Regions from separate parts of the Nomascus leucogenys genome. Here region 2 is linked to region 1. A link is a contact called in public Hi-C data. All regions are on one chromosome and are shown on one strand. Each heading gives the region's core, a stretch centred on a gene start, on an enhancer-like site or on the middle of the called end of the contact. The rest is flanking DNA. Distances are from core to core; before and after follow the strand shown.

Region 1 (6,335 bases), core at 2,563-5,062:
TAGATATGTTCCTCCCTTGAAAACTTTCTAAACAAACTATTCTTAAACTCTTTCAGATTTCTCCCCTGCTTAGATGCCATAAACATAGTAGTCAGCAGCTTCTAGTTTTATTTAGCAGTGAGTTTGTAGCATACATACAGAGGTAAAGGAAAGCATGATTATGGAACTTTGTGGGTTCACACTGGTGGCTGAATTAGTTCTACTTGTAGGACTGTTTCTGAGTGAATACGTGAGTTTCTAAGAGCTAGAGATGGGAAAGGACCATGGCCATGAATGTAGAGAAAGGGAGAGTTGGGAACAAGATTGTTGATATTATTACTGCATCAATTTGGATAGCAGCTAGGTGAAACTGGAATGTGTAGAGTAGCTGAATTTTAAGGTGTTCAGAAATATCTGAAATTAGAGAAGCTAATTATAGATAGGTGGTAGGAATAGTACCATATTAAAAAAGGATCTATTCTTGGGATCCCAAAATGTGCATTTTATTACCTTGCTGTGTCTTTTATAAGCTGAATAAATTACTAAATTGGGCCAGTCCTTTCACTTTTAACCTATGTATGTCTTTATATTTAAAGTGGGTTTCAAGTAGACAGCATATACTTGGGTCTTATTTTTTAATCATATCTGACAGTCTCCATTTTTAATTAGCATGTTTAGACCATTCATATTTAATATGATATGTTTGGATTAAACTCTTCCATCTTACTGGCTGTCTTCCGTTTGTTCCATCTGTTTTTTATGTTTTATCTTCCTTTTCTACTTTCTCTTGAGTTGAGAGTTTTTTATGATTCTATTTTATCTCTACTATTATTTTTTATACCTTTTTAAAAATGTAGTGGTTACTGTTAGGTTTAAATGTACATGTTTAATCAGAGCCTATGTGCAAATAAGATACCATTCCACATTAGTGTAAGACCTTACAGTTTGCTGGGCATGGTGGCTCATGCCTGTAGTCCCAGCATTTTGGGACACCAAAGTAGGAGGATCACTTGAGCCCAGGAGTTTGAGACCAGCCTGGGCAATATAGTGAGACCTGATCTCTATTTAAAAAAATAATAATAATCAGAAAATTTTAAAAAGACTTTAAAATTCCCAATTCCCCCTCCCATTCTGTGTGGTTGTTGTCACACATTTATTTTGCATATGCTATAAAGTAAATTCCCATTTTTGATTTAAACAGTTATCTTTTAGAGCAATTAAAGATTTTTTAATTGAAAAAATGAATTTTACTTTATCTTCATTTGTTCCATTTCCTGGACTTTCTTTGTTATGTAGAACTGAATTTCTGATTGGTGTATTCTTTTTGGCTAAAGAACCTTCCTGAAACTGTCTCTCTCTCTGTGTGTATGTCTCTCTCTGTTTCTCTCTCTTTCCCCCACTCTTCTTCTCCTTCCCACTCCCTGTCTCCCCTCCTCTCTCTCTCTCCCCTTCCCCCACATATATATGGTGCTGGTCTGCTGGCCTTAAATCCTCTCAGTGTTAATCTGAGAAAGTTTTTATTTCTTTTTCATATTTTATTTTATTTTATTTAAGACAGAGTCTCTCTCTGTCACCCAGGCTAAAGTGCAGTGGTGTGATCACAGCTCATTGCAGCCTTAACCTCTTAGGCTCAAGCAGTCTTCCTACCTCAGCCTCCGAAGTAGCTGGGACCACAGGCACTCACCACCATGCCTGGCCTCTTATCTTTTAAGATATTTTTTCTAGGTAGAGAATTCTATGTTAAAATTTATATTTCTGGGGTCAGATATGGTGGCTCACACCTGTAATCCTAGCACTTTGGGAGGCCAGGGTGGGAGGATCACTTGAGGCCAAGAGTTTAGGGACCAGCCCGGGGAGCTTAGTAGCAAGACTTTGTCTCTACAAAAAAATTAAAAAATTAGCCAGGCGTGGTGTTGCACACCTGTAATCCTTGCTACTCAGGAGGCTGAGGTGGGAGAATCACTTGAGCCTGGGAGTTCAAGGTCATGGTCAGCCATAATTGCATGTCACTGCACTTCAGCCTGGGCAACAGGGCAAGACCCTATTTCTATAAAAGATATATATTTCTTCGATATAAAGATACCACTCCATCATGTTCTGGCCTCCATGATTTCCAATAAGAAGTCTGCTATAATTCTTTTTTTTTTTTTGGAGACGGAGTCTCGCTCTTGTCGCCCAGGCTGGAGTGCAGTGGCGCAATCTCGGCTCACTGCAAGCTCCGCCTCCCAGGTTCATGCCATTCTCCTGCCTCAGCCTCTCCGAGTAGCTGGGACTACAGGCGCCCGCCACCACACCCAGCTAATTTTTTTGTATTTTTAGTAGAGACGGGGTTTCACCGTGGTCTCAATCTCCTGACCTCATGATCCGCCCGCCTCGGCCTCCCAAAGTGCTGGGATTACAAGTGTGAGCCACCACGCCCGGCCGAAGTCTGCTATAATTCTTATTTTTGTTTCTGTATAAGTAATACGTGTTTTTTCTTTGTCTTCAGGATTTTATCTTTTGTTTTCAGCAGCTTGAATGTCATATGTGTAGGTGAGGGTTTTTGTTTTCTTTTTGTTTTTATATTTACTCTTGGAATACTCTGAGATTCTTGGAGATAGATTATATATTATATATATGTATTTTTTTTTTTGAGACAGAGTTTTGCTTTGTCACCATGCTGGAGTGCAGTGGCATGATCTTGGCTCACTGCAACCTCCGCCTCCCGGGTTCAAGCAATTCTCCTGCCTCAGCCTCCCGAGTAGCTGGGACTACAGGTGCGCACCACCATGCCCAGCTAATTTTTGTATTTTTTTAGAAGAGACAGGGTTTCACCATGTTGGCCAGGATGGTCTTGATCTCTTGACCTTGTGATCTGCCTGCCTTGGCCTCCAGAAGTGTTGGGATTAGAGGTGTGAGCCACTGTGCCAGGCCTTTTTTTTTTTTTTTTTTTTTTTTTGCGGAGTTTTCATCTTGCTGTCCAGACAGGAGTGCAGTGGCGTGATCTCGGCTCACTACAGCCTCCAGTTCCTGGGTTCCAGCTATTCTCCTGCCTCGGCCTCCCAAGTAGCTGGGATTACAGGCGTGTGCCACCATGCCCGACTAATTTTGTATTTTTAGTAGAGACCGAGTCTCACCATGTTGGTCATGCTGGTCTCGAACTCCTGGCCTTAGGTTACTTGGATCTATATTTTGATGTCTCTTATTAATTTTGGAAATTTCTTGGCCATTATATCTTGAAATATTTCTTCTGCCCATTCTCTCTCTTCTTTTGGTATTCTAATTATGCATATGTTTGATACTTTGATGTGTCCCACAGCTCTTGGATGTTATGTTACATTGTTGATATTGGGGGTTTTTTGTTTTGTTTTGTTATTTAAACTGTTTCTGTGTTTTAGTTTAGGTAATTTCTGTTTACCTGTCTTTGAGTTCATTGATTCTTTCTTTGGCTTTCAGGTCTACTAATGATCCTATCGAAGGCATTCATCATCTCTGTTACTGTGTTTTTCACTTTTAGCATTCCTTATTTGATTTTTTCTTACAGTTTCCATTTCTTTGTTTTACTTTCTAGTATTAATTTTTATCTATATTCTTCCCAGATAGCAGCCATACAGGGCAAGATTTGGATTCCATTAGTTTTTTCTTATGTCTCTTTTGCATATCTTAGGTTTGGAAAAACCCTTTGACCCAGAAATCACCAAGAGCTCTCCAAAATAGGATGTTGGTGCAATCAAGCTAGCTCTAGAAAGCAGGAAATGACAGGAGAGTCACAGACTGTTTGCATTGTAGAGCAAATTGCTGCTGGGTGTATCCATCAACCTGATTGATTTTCTCAGGGTCAGTGGTCATCTAAGTCTATTCTTTATTTGCTTATCTACTTCAGAAGCCCATTAAAATATTTTCTCTTGTTAAACCTAAACAAAATGAATATGGGTTACTTTTATATATCTTGTGTTCTTGAATAAGTCATAGGTCCTGGATTTTGGCAGTTTGGTAACATTAGGTTTATAGAACCTCACAAGGGCTCATTTTTCTGTCAGTTCCAAAACAAGAAACTTCCTGAGTCCTTCATCTAAAATATATTGTCTTGGCTGGGTACGGTGGCTCATGCCTGTAATCCCAGCACTTTGGGAGGCTGAGGCGGGTGGATCACCTGAGGTTAGGAGTTCGAGACCAGCCTGACCAATATGGTGAAATCCTGTCTCTACTAAAAATGTGAAAATTAGCCGGGTATGGTGGCATGCACTTGTAATCCCACCTGCTCAGGAGGCTGAGATAAGAGAATTGCTTGAACCCAGGAGGCGGAGGTTGCAGTGAGCTGAGATCGCACCACTGCACTCCAGCCTGGGCAACAGAGTGAAACTCTGTCTCAAAAAAAAAAAAAAAAAAAATTGTCTCCATCTGGCCACAGTCACAAATGTTTGTTCATTTGTTCATTCATTCATTCAAATGTTTTGTAAGCCTGCTATCTCAGCGTTACTACATTACATTCAGATTACACTGATGAACAAGATATCTTTCCTCCAGGAGCTAGAGAGATTCCTACTTCACTAATACAAGAGTATGGTTAGTACTATAATGGAGGTGCAACATGCTATGGGACACAGAGGATGTAGTATTTCATTTGGGCTAGGGGAGATTGGTTAGTGCTTTCGGGAAAAGGTAGCATTGTAACTGGGTTTTAAAAAATTATTAGGATCTTGACAGGCAAAAAGGTGGATGGCCATTCTAAGCTAAGTAAACAGCTTATGTAAAGGCACTAATTCATGAAGTATTTGGTAAACAATTTATGCTCTATTCCTTTGAGAGCCTTTTGAGAACCTTTGAGGTTCATTTTCTTCTCTTACTCCGGTTATTAGACTTATTATTTTTTGTTGTCCTTTCTCTTTTTCTGGCTATTTTTACTTTCTTTGTTTTCCTATAGTTCCTAGTGGTAGATCTTATGGCATTAGTTTTATAGTCCAGGACACAGAGATGGAGGATCACCTGTATTGCCTCCAAGTGGAAGTGCAGGGCAACATTATTTCTCTATTCAACCTGTGTTTCAGAGTGTGTACTTAGAATAGTAAAGTGAATCTTGCGTGAATGTGGGCCCTGCCCACAGGGCAGATGACTCCATACTAGAACATAGTGCAATAGACCAAAACCTTCTACAGCATGTATGAGACACTTGGCCCATCGACCCTCTTCATGCCCTTTACATTCAGCACCCTCATATCGACTTCTCTCTCCTCTTTCCTACCAAGCAAGGGAGTACTGTTCAAAGACGCAAATGCATTCTGCCCTAGCTTCCTTTTATTGCCAAAAACATTTATCTTTACCCTGCAACCTACTTCTTCTTCTATTTATTTTCAACATTTAGCAGGTTGTTTAAAAAGGGACCAAAAAATAAAAAAGGATCATCTTCCTTGTTTCAGGACTGGTAGGTAGGAGTTAAGGTTAAGGTAGGGGTTAAGACCAGATCCTATTTTGCAGTCTGCCTGGGAGGTGAAAAACCTGGGAAGAAGACCACTGGTAGCATATGTATGGAAAGGAGACAGGCTGCCCTTACATTTTTTCTGGAGGAAAAACTGCCAGGGGGAGCCAGGCATATATGGAGAAGAATCCTTAATGGTTTATACTCTTGGGAAGTCCTGTACCCAGCCAGTTATTTGCTTTGACTTGGCTGTTTAAGGTCTGGTTCTGGTCTTTTTTTTCCCCCTAACCAAGACAAATGAGGCTCAATTAAGGAAAAGGGACATAAGATACCTATTCTAAAACTGAATTCCTCTTAATTCTCATGAAATGACAAGTAGAATTGTTAGTATATGTGAGCACTGAGAATTACTTTATTGATGAACACTGGTATTTTCTCTGGTGTAGGAAGCTGAACCATCTATCTCCAGAAATGTCTTCGGAAAGTAAAGAGCAACATGACCGTTCACCCAGAGACTCAGCTGAAGGAAATGACAGTTATCCATCTGGGATCCATCTGGAACTTCAAAGGGAATCAAGTACTGACTTCAAGCAATTTGAGACCAATGACCAATGCAGACCTTATCATAGGGTCCTTATTGAGCGTCAAGAGAAATCAGATACAAACTTCAAGGAGTTTGTTATTAAAAAGCTGCAGAAGAATTGCCAGTGCAGTCCAGCCAAAGCCAAAAATATGATTTTAGGTTTCCTTCCTGTTTTGCAGTGGCTCCCAAAATACAACCTAAAAAAAAACATTTTAGGGGATGTGATGTCGGGCTTGATCGTGGGCATATTATTGGTGCCCCAGTCCATTGCTTATTCCCTGCTGGCTGGCCAAGAACCTGTCTATGGTCTGTACACATCTTTTTTTGCCAGCATCATTTATTTTCTCTTGGGTACTTCCCGTCACATCTCTGTGGGCA
Region 2 (6,773 bases), core at 734-3,233, 150 kb before region 1:
GCTCCTCAAGAGTGTGGAGCCTTTTCTCTGGCTCGTGGGCCTTTGGCATTCCTTGTTGGAGTGACTTGGGGTGGCACGTTTCCCAGGGAAACTCTCCTTGCTGTACTAAAATCTCATGATCGTTCTCAGTTTGTTCTCAAGCTTGGCTAGGATCTCCGGCGGAAAATCCAGATGTATTCAACTGCCTGTTCTCTCAGCTCAGGTACACTCTGTACCTGCCCTCAGGGTGCAGAAGCAGAAGAGCTTTTACAATTTTTATAGAAAAGAAAAAAAAGCCAAACAAGCTTAAGTGTAGTCTTCCACTTGTGTAAAAACAACAGGGTAGGGCCAGGCACAGTGGCTCACGCCTGTAATCTAAGCACTTTGGGAGGCCGAGGCGGGCACATCGCTTAAGGTCAGGAGTTTGAGACCAGCCTGGCCAACGTGGTAAAACCCCATCTCTATGAAAATACAAAAATTAGCTGGGTATGGTGGCAGATGCCTGTAATCCCAGCTACTTGGGAGGCTGAGGCAGGAGAATCACTTGAACCCGGGGGGTGGAGGTTGCAGTGAGCCGAGATCCTGCCACTGCACTCCAGCCTGGGTGACAGAGACTGCGTCTCAAAAAAAACAAAACAAAACAACAGGGTGGGTTGGAGGTAATGACTACATACATATTGTTGTATAATGAAAGCCCGCCTCATGATAGGTTCACCGGAAAGTAGTTAGTGGAGTTGCCTGTAGGAGGGAGAAAGGAACTTTGGGCAAGAGAGAGACTTGCTTTTAATTGTCTGCCCTTTAGTATTTGTGATGTGTCTTTTTTTTTTTTTTTAACCATTTACAAGTATTACCTTGCTTAATTTAAGAAATTAATTTTTAGAGGTAATATGAATAAACAAGAAGAACAAAAGGGAAATCAGCTAGAATCCCACACCAGAGAATCATTTTGGTACCTAACCTTCCAGATTGTGTGTGTGTATGTGTGTGTGTGTGTGTGCACTCAGAATGTCCCAATAAAACTGTATCATAATATTTTAACAGTAGAATAGACAGACATTACCCAAGACTTGCTTGAGTTTTTTCAAAGTCATAGCTATTCCCTGGGGTTATTAACTCTGAAAAGGATTTGTATGTTATTAGGATACTTATGTGTGTTCAGGATTGTTAGACAATCTGCCATCTGCACCTAGTATCTTGGCATCATCATCCCAGGTCATGGAATGCCCACCCTGTGTTCTCCCTGTGGTCCTGTGATGCCCAAGGTCAGTCCTGAGGGGCTGGCCATGCAGTCCATGTCCTCTGGCTGTGGCTGAGCCCCGGCTCCTGTCCTCTCTGCTTTTCCCTCAGCTGCAGAAGCTCCTCTTGGCCACATCCTACCCAACATCAAGCTCTGACACCCAGAAGGAAGGGACCGCCTGGCGCCAGGCAGGCCTCAGATCTAAAAGTCAACGGCCTTGTGTCAAGGTATTTCTTCACATGCCCCCAAATCTGCCACAGGTGTCTGTTGGGGCTGCAGCCTTCAGCTCTGGTGGAGGATAGCGAGTTCAGTCAACTTCCAATATCTCTTCCCGCTCCTCCCACAGCCTTTGTAGCTGGTGTCCTGGGCACTGCTTCTGGAGATCCAGCCTAGTTTAGGGTTTTCTAGAAGGAGCCCTGGACTTTCTCACACTTCAGTGTTCCAGACACTGGTAGATGTTAATGCAGGTTAGAGCAAGGATGAGGAAAGTGTGGCCAGGCTTCAGAGGACTGTATTCCAACAGTGTGACAGACCAAAACGCAAGATTGCGCTGGTTGTGGAGGCCACAGTAAATAGTTTGGATTTTTTTTCCCCCTCAGGGAGCCCACTGGAGAGTTTAAAGTTCTGTCATAGACATCCAGGGTCAAAGAACATCCCTTTTCCTCCTTGAGCCCCATCTTTCAAGCCTAACAAGGAGAGGTGTAACAAGTGTTTTTCAAGGGGTTCTGTCTTCAAAGGCTACACACAACCCCTCCTCTTCCTGGTCCTGGACCCTCCTTCTGGGAGCTGTTGCGTACAATCCTACATCCTCAGAGGCAGAATCGAGTCCTCTCAGACAGCAGCTCAGTGTAGGAGCCTCTCCCTTGCTGGGGCTTCTCTGGGGAATGAGTCCCTATGCTCCCTCCCTATTTGTCCTGGCTGACCCTCCTGAAACAAAGGTCCACCCTCTCGTGCCTCATTCTGTTGAAGGGGCAGCAGCCACGCCCCATTGTGAGCCAGCTGTTTGCCCTCTGGGAGCCTAGGAAGCTCCCCAGAGAGGTGAGATGCATCTGACAGCCATTGCTAGAAAGTCCCAGCACAACGATGAGTCACACTTTGGGGGAAAGCCCCAGTGTGGACAAGTGGGGCAAATAAGACTGGAGAGGTTGGCTGGTGCGAGTGCAGAGGACCTCAGACACCCAGCCATGGAGCCTCCCCTTTATCCTGTGGGCACTAGGAGCTACTGAATTTTTTGTTTTTTTAAACTTTATTGAAGTGCAATTTATATACATAAAAGCCACCTATTGTAAAAGTACAATTCTATGACTTTTAGTAAACTTATAGCCATGCAATTGTGACCATTATCCAGTTTTAGAACATATCCATCATTCAGGCCGGTCGCGGTGGCTCACGCCTGTAATCCCAGCACTTTGGGAGGCTGAGGCGGGAGGATCACTTGAGCTCAGGAGTTCAAGACCAGCCTGGCCAACATGGTGAAACCTTGTCTCTACTAAAAAATACAAAAAATTAGCCGGGTGTGGTGATGCATGCCTGTAATCCCAACTACTCGGGAGGCTGAGGCAGGAGAATCACTTGAACCTGGGAAGCAGAGGTTGCAGTGGGCCGAGATCGATGAATCCCCCAGTGCTCATTTGTAGCAAGTCCTTCCTACACCCAGCCCCAGGCTACCATGAACCTACTGCCCGGCTCTTGGCTGAACGGTATGGAGCAGGGGGATGGAATGGTCAGAGTGGGGCTTTGTCAGTGAATCTGGAAGGGTCTGCAGGGGCGAAATTCCATGGCTGGGAGAGCTGTTAGGAGGCTGGTCATTCCTTCATTCCTCATGCACTGAGCACAGCCAGGTGCTCGGCTCTGCGTGGGAAGCTGGGGATGGAATGAAGGAAACCTGGCTGTTCCTATGATCCAGGTGAGACACAATGGGCCAGCGAGTGGCCATGTGGATGAGACACATGGGAGGAGTGTTTGGGCCTCCTTCCTCACTCTGGCCTCTCTCCCTCTCTAGGTGGACAGCACCCAAGACAAGAAGGCTCCCATGACGCAGTCTCAGAGCCGAAGTTGTACAGAACTGCATAAGCACCTCACCTCAGCACAGTGCTGCCTGCAGGATAGGGGTCTGCAGCCACCATGCCTCCAGAGTCCCCGGCTCCCTGCCAAGGAGGACAAGGAGCCGGGTGAGGACTGCCCGAGCCCCCAGCCAGCTCCAGCCTCTCCCCGGGACTCCCTAGCTCTGGGCAGGGCAGACCTCGGTGCCCCAGTTTCCCAGGAAGACATGCAGGCGATGGTGCAACTCATTCGCTACATGCACACCTACTGCCTCCCCCAGAGGAAGCTGCCCCCACAGGCCCCTGAGCCACTCCCCAAGGCCTGCAGCAACCCCTCCCAGCAGGTCAGATCCCGGCCCTGGTCCCGGCACCCCTCCAAAGCCTCCTGGGCTGAGTTCTCCATTCTGAGGGAACTTCTGGCTCAAGACGTGCTCTGTGACGTCAGCAAACCCTACCGTCTGGCCACTCCTGTCTATGCCTCCCTCACACCTCGGTCAAGGCCCAGGCCCCCCAAAGACAGTCAGGCCTCCCCTGGTCGCCCATCCTCGGTGGAGGAGGTGAGGATCGCAGCTTCACCCAAGAGCACCGGGCCCAGACCAAGCCTGCGCCCACTGCGGCTGGAGGTGAAAGGGGAGGTCCGCCGGCCTGCCAGACTGCAGCAGCAGGAGGAGGAAGACGAGGAAGAAGAGGAGGAGGAAGAGGAAGAAGAAAAAGAGGAGGAGGAGGAGTGGGGCAGGAAAAGGCCAGGCCGAGGCCTGCCATGGACGAAGCTGGGGAGGAAGCTGGAGAGCTCTGTGTGCCCCGTGCGGCGTTCTCGGAGACTGAACCCTGAGCTGGGCCCCTGGCTGACATTTGCAGATGAGCCGCTGGTCCCCTCGGAGCCCCAAGGTGCTCTGCCCTCACTGTGCCTGGCTCCCAAGGCCTACGACATAGAGCGGGAGCTGGGCAGCCCCACGGACGAGGACAGTGGCCAAGAACAGCAGCTCCTACGGGGACCCCAGATCCCTGCCTTGGAGAGCCCCTGTGAGAGTGGGTGTGGGGACATGGATGAGGACCCCAGCTGCCCGCAGCTCCCTCCCAGAGGTAGTCAGAGTTGGTGGTCTGCGAAGAGGGGGCAGGGATGGGGTGCAGCATGCCCCACTGCTCTGGGAGCCAGGAGCCCTGTGTTCAAGTCCCCATCCCCAACAAAGTGTTATGTGGGTTTGGACAAGTCCCTTCCCCTCCCTGGCTTTCAGCTTTTCTTTGGGCTAGTTGGAGCAGATCTTCAGAAGAACACCCATGCATCTCTGAGTTTTTCATCTTGCACGGGCAAGGTGCCACTTAATGAATTAAGCAGGCAGTCAAAAAGTAAACAGAAAAGGAGGATAATTACAAATTGCAATAGGTACTGTAAAGAAGACTCACTGGGGATGATGTGACAGAAGCATAAGGCTATTAAATTCAGCTCCACAATGCAGCTAGAGTTTTAAATGCTGCTAATGGCAGTAATGATAACAACAGTTAGCCACTGTGTACTTACCGTGCTGGCACTGGTCTTAGATAACAGATTGTCCCTATTGAGTCCTCACAAGAAGCCTCTCTGGTAGGGACTGTCATTGTCTCTATTTTATGATACAGAAACTCAGGCACGGAGCTACTTAATGATGGGCCCTATGCAGGGCTGTCTGTCCAGAGCTCACAGCAGTGGGACTTGGAGTCAAGGTCTTCCTCACTGTGCTACACGTTTAGCCAGAAGGGGTCACCCTTGCACCTGTTTGTACTTTCTGCAAAATCAAGTAGCTCTCCCAGCTGAGACTGGGATGGAAGGTGGATTTGAGTTGTTGTGCCCTTCTCTAAAAGTGGCAGAGGTGTTTGGTCACCTGCCCAAAGGGCAGCTGTGCTTGGCACCAGTGGAGGCCTGGGGTCTCCTTCAGAGGGGAAACATCTGCTAGTGATACCATGTTGGGGAATCTTATTTTTCTTTGTCTTCTTTTCAGACTCTCCCAGGTGCCTCATGCTGGCCTTGTCACAAAGGTAGATTTTTAGAAATTATTGGTGTATTATTCCATGAGATTTTGTCTTGTTGGATGTGTGTGTTGGTGGTGATGGGGGGTTCATCAGCCCCCATGCCTGGCCCTGGTCCCACACCCTGTGCCCTGATTGTCATCTGGGACCCTCAGGAGCTGGGCTCCTTTAGAAGGGAGTTGGTTTTTAGAAACTAACTTTTGCAGGCCAGAGGAAAGGCCTCAGGCCATTTCATAACCTGTCCTCTTGGGGGCCCTGAAAAGAGTTCGTTTCTGACAGTGCCCTGTGGCTTTCAGCAAGTCCCTTCCTCCTTCTGGGCCTCAGTTGTTCCCTCTATAAAATAAGGAGGCTGACAACACTCGTCCTCTATTTACCCCCCAGTGAACCTTGCCTGTGTCTCCTAAAAGAGCTGTGCAGCTTGAATTCCTCTAACAGCCGGGATGGGGTTTCCCCCAGAGCGAATGCATCTCAGGCTCCATTTCCATGGGCAGTGGAACCAGGGCCTGTCACAGCACTCCCTGTGACCCTTTCATGGGCGGGGAGGTGGATGCCTACTGCTGACTTGCTTCTTTCCTTTCTGTCCTCCCTGCCTCCACCAGCGACCCAACTTTTGGCAAGAAGAGCTTTGAGCAGACCTTGACAGTGGAGCTCTGTGGCACAGCAGGTGAGCCAGGGGGCTTCCACTGGCAGGTGCCTTCAGGAAAACACCCGTGCATCTCTGAGTTTTTCATCATGCATGGGCAAGGTGCCACATAATGAATGATGCACAAGATGCCTGCCTTCACGAGGCTTATGTTATAGGCAGTCAAAAAGCAAACAGAAAAGGAAGATCATTACAAATTGCAATAGGTACCATAAAGAAGACTCACTGGGAATGAACCAGCATTACTGGCGTGAGCCACCGCGCCCAGCCCAGGTGGGCAGTTTTATCTGTGGTGCCTGCCCTGTGTCCGTCATGGGAAATGCCAGAGGCATATGAGAGGTATAGTTGGGAGGGTTTGTTGAATGATTTGGACGTAGATCAGGAAGAGGTATTTGGATGACTGGGAGGTTCCAGCTGCCGTTAGTAGGTCACAGAAGGGATGGCAAATGGATTTCATCACATGCCAACTCCAAAGAATTGAAGGATTCCCAGCCTACCTCCAGGCTCAGCCAGCAGTGCAGTGATCAGTTAGTGATGTCTGCCATCCACTGGGTTAGGGGAGTAAAGGCACTTGGCCATTTTATTGCCATCCCAAACTAGGGTCTTTTTTTTTTTTTTTTTTTTTTCCAGACATAATCTTACTGTGTTGCCCAGGCTGGAGTGCAGTGGCACGATCTTGGCTCACTGCAACCCTTTCCTCCTGGGTTCAAGCAATTCTCATGTCTCAGCCTCCCAAGTAGCTGAGATTATAGGCATGCACCAACAAGCCTGCTTAATTTTTTTGTATTTTAGTAGAGACATGATTTCACTATGTTGGCCAGGCTGGTCTCGAGCTTCTGGCCTCAAGTGATCCACCCACCTCGCCCTC

What was found. Hi-C and Micro-C count contacts between places; a contact is called where the count stands out from the background.
Region 2: a Hi-C map of a lymphoblastoid cell line shows a contact between it and region 1, with 5 times the contacts expected there. The contact joins two enhancer-like sites. A contact is called at or near these places in 3 of 4 Hi-C or Micro-C datasets (a lymphoblastoid cell line and an unstated tissue).

Annotation. Positions count from the first base shown.
Region 1 is chr2:28,705,133-28,711,467 of Asia_NLE_v1, reverse strand. SLC26A2 (sulfate transporter) reads left to right here. Exons shown (of 3, transcript XM_003266632.3): 2 at 5,821-6,335. The coding sequence starts at 5,846. Among named protein-coding and RNA genes, the nearest start is that of SLC26A2, 15 kb to the left of the region's middle. Within about 2 kb of position 3,812, the one cell type or tissue checked has an H3K27ac peak away from gene starts, as active enhancers do. A contact at or near this core is called in a lymphoblastoid cell line, where this site is marked.
Region 2 is chr2:28,853,896-28,860,668 of Asia_NLE_v1, reverse strand. It overlaps PPARGC1B (peroxisome proliferator-activated receptor gamma coactivator 1-beta), which reads left to right. Exons shown (of 12, transcript XM_030826725.1): 4 at 1,327-1,443; 5 at 3,219-4,341; 6 at 5,235-5,271; 7 at 5,862-5,926. Among named protein-coding and RNA genes, the nearest start is that of PPARGC1B, 100 kb to the left of the region's middle. Within about 2 kb of position 1,983, the one cell type or tissue checked has an H3K27ac peak away from gene starts, as active enhancers do. A contact at or near this core is called in a lymphoblastoid cell line, where this site is marked.